2 separate regions of the Mus musculus genome follow, and region 2 is linked to region 1. The links are chromatin contacts, called in public promoter capture Hi-C maps. All regions are on one chromosome and are shown on one strand. Each heading gives the region's core, a stretch centred on a gene start, on an enhancer-like site or on the middle of the called end of the contact. The rest is flanking DNA. Distances are from core to core; before and after follow the strand shown.

What was found. Promoter capture Hi-C pulls out the DNA fragments that hold promoters and counts their contacts.
Region 2: a contact with region 1 is called in a promoter capture Hi-C map of liver, with 5 times the contacts expected there. The contact joins two enhancer-like sites. A contact is called at or near these places in 3 of 39 promoter capture datasets (the 3T3-L1 cell line, hippocampal neurons and liver).

Annotation. Positions count from the first base shown.
Region 1 is chr4:139,534,329-139,537,028 of GRCm38.p6, reverse strand. It overlaps a transcript of Iffo2 not described here. Among named protein-coding and RNA genes, the nearest start is that of Iffo2, 39 kb to the left of the region's middle. Within about 2 kb of position 1,403, at least 97 of the 459 cell types and tissues checked have an H3K27ac peak or open chromatin away from gene starts, as enhancers often do. A contact at or near this core is called in liver, where this site is marked.
Region 2 is chr4:140,859,038-140,861,737 of GRCm38.p6, reverse strand. No RefSeq gene overlaps it. Among named protein-coding and RNA genes, the nearest start is that of 4930515B02Rik, 12 kb to the left of the region's middle. Within about 2 kb of position 1,362, at least 38 of the 459 cell types and tissues checked have an H3K27ac peak or open chromatin away from gene starts, as enhancers often do. A contact at or near this core is called in liver, where this site is marked.

The sequences.
Region 1 (2,700 bases), core at 154-2,653:
ATGAACATCGGAAGCAGAAACCAAGACACAAGTGAATGAACAGACAGGCAAGAATCTGATGAATGAATGCCCGGCCTGCCATCCTGATACCGAGACCAGTCTGCCGTCTTCACAGACACCTGGCAGCGGCTCTGACAAACACGCCCCAGTTACTTTCCATCTGGTGCCTCTTGGCAAGTTTTAGCTGGTGCAGAGAGAGTTGCCCTTCACCGGATTCTTTTACAGGCACCAACCAAACCCTCTCCTCTCCCACATTCCTCCATATATTCCCCTGAACACTGAGTACCAGGACTGTGGGGTCACTGAGTTTCAGAGCTGGAAGGAATAGATGTCCAGTCCACTTGTCTATGTTCCATACATGGGAAACCTGAGACTCAGAGGGGGCAAGCAACTCACCCAAGGCCACACAGCAAATTACTGCCAGGGTTAGGGTGGGCTCAGACTCCTGCCATCCATGTTCCTTTTCCTTCATAAGCACAGCAGCACAGCAGGGACCTTATCCAGGTCTGTGAAACAGAACATACATGACAGATCCACCATGTGATGTCACTCGGCTATTACTGTCACTTTAGGGAGGCTGGAAAGAACTCTTGAGGTGGTCTCAATCCCCCTCTCACATTTCCGAGACTCCCCCTTATAGACCTTCTCCCCCACAGGAGAGTCTCTGGCAGGCTGGGGCCACAGTGAACCCTGCATGCCTGCAGATGGCTGTAGGGCTATGGGGGCACACATTCCTGTCCCTTGAAAACCATCAGAGTCCCCTCTAAGCTCTGAACTGGGTGGGTCATGAGTCGGCTTCCAGATGCTGCTATGAGGAACACCAAGGAGGCAAGGCAGGTTGTTCAGGGCCCACTGTCAGAATTCACAGAAAGCCCGGGCTGTGGGTCGCCAGTCCACAGGGGTTGACATTCTCGAATTAGTGACTCACAGGTAGGGGCGCTGGAAAGAAGAGACAGGACGGACAGACACAGACGGCAGGCACAGACTGGAAGGTCCAGCCAGGGCCAGGCAGAGCCTCCCACTAAGCAGCCTTGTAACCCCCTTCACAACTTTTACAGGCGGCCAAGCAGTACAGAACAGGGAGGCACTCACTCACTCACTCACGTCTGTGTTTCCACAGAGGACATAGCCAGCTGCGGTTAGGCTCCCTCAGCCCTTCAAAGGCAAATGACACAGAGGGGGAGGGACAGGAGAAAAAGAGTGCTGGCTAGGGGCTGGTGGTGACTGAGGCTTGGGGTGGGGGGCTGGGGACCTGGGTGACAGTCATGGGCACTAGGATCTTGCAGGGGCCAGGTGTCCCCTGTAGCAGCCGGCAGCCAGGTCCACTGGTGTTTGACTGGGCGCTGTTAACACAGCCCTGGTACTGTATTGGGCCTAGTGACACTGGGGAGGCAGGCTCTGTTGCAGGACAGAGCATATTCCAGGCGGGGCAGGGAGGGGTGGACATGCAACAGGCTAAGCCCAGCATCCGGCCATGGCTCGCCCCACTTATCCTGTCCCAGGACTGAGCATGACACAAGGCTTGCCAGAGGGGGGGACAGTGAAGTCCTTATTCCTTATAAAGTGAGAACTGCGTGCTGAACCCGTCCCAGCTTGGTGGCTCGGCTCATTCATAGCAAAGGCATCTCTTTCAGCCCTTTTCAGCAAAGCCTTTCTCCACAGTAGAGGTGACATCATCTTTTGGTAAACACCGCCTTGAGGTCAATTTCCTTTGAACTTTCTGCTTCTGTTTAATCTGCCGAGCTTTGGGGAGCCGGGGTGGTGGTGGTGGCTGGCAACCCAGAGAAGGGCAAAGGTCCCCGGCTGAATCACAAGCCCAGCCAAGTTCAACTCCTGTCTGACGCTGCCACTCTCTGGCTGCTGAGGCTTGACCCATGCAGGCTGTGTCTTGAGAGTTTGTCTTGTGAAGTCACCGTTGTGGAAAGGAACCTGGAGAATGCAAAACCCTGCACCCTCCAATCCCAAGGACTTAGCAAAAGGCTCCTATGTGTCAGGTACCACACTGGTATAATGCGCATGCTCAGATTTACACATCTGCCATGTATGCACACATACACGGTGGCGCATGAACATATGTGCACATAAAACACACATACACACGCAGAGAGAGAGAGAGAGAGAGAGAGAGAGAGAGAGAGAGAGAGAGAGAGAGAGAGAGAGAGAGAGAGAGAGAGAGAATGCTGCAATCTGGTGGACAGGGCACTTTTGCACTCTCAAGTCAAATGTGTCCATAAACTAAGAATAAAGCCATTGGGATTGGTGCTAAGCTGAGGTCTGAGCTCAGCAGTAGAGGCCTGGGCTGGGTCTCAGAGCTCAGCACTTGCCTAGCATGTGTAAGTGCGAGAGTTCGGGTCCCAGCACTGAAAAGGCAAGTCTGCAATGGAGATTTCCGCTAGTGGGAAGCAGGCAGAGCAGATAGGATGTTCCAACGGAGGAAGAGCTGATGGGACAGGAAGTGGGAAGGTGGCCGATGAGAGCTATGCCCCAGAGCCCCAGGCTTCTCCCTGGTCAGTGAGAAAAATCCCTCTGCTCAACACAGTCACGGCAGAGCTGTAGGCAGCAGGACACAGAGCCAGGAGCTGACCAGTATGAACGGGTGGCTTCGAGGGCAAACATCATGAAATGGTACCACTTTAACTAATTTGGAGCTGTGACACTGTCATCCCTGGTTATGGTGTGGACAAAAGGCCACAAACACAT
Region 2 (2,700 bases), core at 113-2,612, 1.3 Mb before region 1:
TGCAAACTTTATATGCCCCAGTACAGGGGAACGCCAGGGCCAAAAAGGGGGAGTGGGTGGGTAGGGGAGTGGGAGGGGTGGGTATGGGGGACTTTTGGCATAGCATTGGAAATGTAAATGAGCTAAATACCTAATAAAAAATGGGAAAAAAAAGAATTAGGACAAGGGACTTCCTGTCCTGGAGATGGCCCGTATCATGTCTTCCATGCAACTCTGGTTTTTTTAACTCACTGCCAACCCTGACCACACTTGCCCAGAAGGAGCCTGCAGGCACAGGTAGGGACCAACTGCCTGGACCATGGCAGCCTAGAGACCACTTCTCCTCTCAGTCAGCCAGGAGGCTTCAGAAGGACCGGGCCTGAGTCCTGTCCATCGGACCAAGAATCTTGAGGGCGGCGGGGTTTTGTTTTCTTAGAGGAGGCTCCTAGGGCTGGACCCTCAACCTGGGGTCTCACAAAAGCTCTGCCTCTACCATCAGGCCAGCACCCTCACCCCACCCCCACCTGTGAGAACAGCACACAGGAAGAATACACTGCTCTGTAGGTGGCTGGCGCTTGGGACCAGGGCTTGGGTGTCTGGGAGAACGGTGCTATGCATCCACGGGAGAAAGTGGGGCAGGAAGCAGCAGTTCTGTATCAGTTGCTGCCTGCCCTGCCCGGCCAGGCTGGCACCCCCAGCTCTGGGGCTGGAGGCCAAGATCAGGTACAGTGATTCAGGCCTAGGTTGAGCCGTAGGTGCTCAGCCCCAGCCTCACTCGGACCGGCCTCATTCTGGTGAGTGGCACAGAGGCTGCGGTGCTGTTAGGGAGAGGGTGGAGATGGGGCCTCAGAGCGATACTTACCCAGTGCTGTGTCAAAGAAAGATAAGGCTAAGAAGAGAGAGAACCAGAGGACCCCACCAGCCTGTGTGTGTGTGGGGGGGTCTCACAACTGAGACCCAGGGCTCCCTATATTCCTCCCAGCTACCTCTGGGAGAGACCAGTTTGACTTGAGGGAGCCCCCTCCGGTCTCAGGGTGAGTAGAATCCCTCCTTTGTGGGCTTGGTTCACTCAGCTTTCCATTGCTGTGATAAACCATCACTGAGAAAAGCAACTTACATAATGACAGGTTTATTTTGGCTTAGAGCTCTGAGGGTTTGACCTCCGGGTCACCTTGATAAGCAGGGAGCCTGCGACCAAGCTACCTGCTCTCTCCAAGCTGGCTGGAAAGCAAAGGGGACCAGAACAAGTGTCCCCATTCAAAGGCACCCTCCCAGTGGCCTACTTCCTCCGGTGGCAGCTCCTGAAGTTTCCACCACCTCCCAACAGCCCATTAAGCCATCGATGGATTAATCAGCCAAGTAGGTAAAGGTCTCAGTGATCCATTGCTCCCACAGGCCACACCTCTGAAGCCCACAGGCCACACCTCTGAAGCCCACAGGCCACACCTCTGACTCCCACAGGCCACACCTCTGAAGCCCACAGGCCACACCTCTGACTCCCACAGGCCACACCTCTGAAGCCCACATGCAGGAGCCTTTAGAGAACACTTAGGATCCAAGTCACTGTGCACTCAGCAGTTAGCCCCGAGCCAGCGATCCTCTCCTGGTCCCTCTGGGGTAGCAAGCCACCCTTTTCTTCTGTTTGCAGACCTCCCCTCCTCCTTCTCCTCTCGTTACTATCTGCAAGACCGAGGATGCTCTCCCACAGGGCCTTCTGAGCGAGGCACATGGACAGTAGTCAGGGCTACACAGAGAAACCCTGACTTGACTTAAAACAAACAAACAAATAGGCAGATAGATAGATAGATAGATAGATAGATAGATAGATAGATAGATAGATAGATAGATAGATAAGAAGCAGCCCCATGCACTTTGAACCCTGCCCCACAATGCACCACGCAGGACCCTCTGAGTAGACTGAATGGTTGAGTGGGTTGCTGACTGCTCTTAGGTGTCCTAGGGGAGTTAGGGTTACTTTCCTGTCTGAACTGCTCTGGTCACCTGAGCTTAAAGGGTTCACATGTCTCCCCTTAAGGAGACTTCATCAACACTCCTGATAGCTGAGAAGCGAGCTACGCCTTCACGGATCTTAGAGGGAGCTCTGTTTGCCAGTGTCCCTCAATTCTAGGGACAGGGGGTTGGCCCCGCCAGGTTGTGGAAGCCTTGCTTGGCCTTGGCTGCAGAACCTGGTGTCTGGGGCACCGTGGGGCTGACTCAGAAGAGCTGGGAAGGGTGGAGGCTTTGCGGGGGTGCATTAGGCCCCGCCCATGAGGGCTCTGAGGAACTGGTGCGTGTCCGGTTCGGATGAGGGCGAAACCTTCTTTGAACCCCTGTGGCTGCCTCTGCTGAAGAGGAGGTTGTAAGCCACACAGAGCACAGAGGGCAGACAAGTTGGCTATGTAATGCCAGATAGGATGGCCTGCATGGTTGGTCTATTTGGGAGCCAGGCTCAGTCCAGGAGAGAAGTCTATGGCCAGTTAGTAACTGAGTGGCCAACATCTAGGCAGATGTGGGGGCCAGGACAAGTACATTGGGCACCTGGAGCCATGGACACCAGGGTTCTTGTCTGGCCCCTTTCTAATGACCTGATGTCACCAACTCCCTTCTAGGTGTCAAATGTCCCATTTGTTAGCCTGTGTGTCACTCAGGGACTATAGTTTACTGAAATGGGAGGCACTGTGGGCAAGTCGGTGAGGTAGGGCCAACCTTGAGCACCCAGAA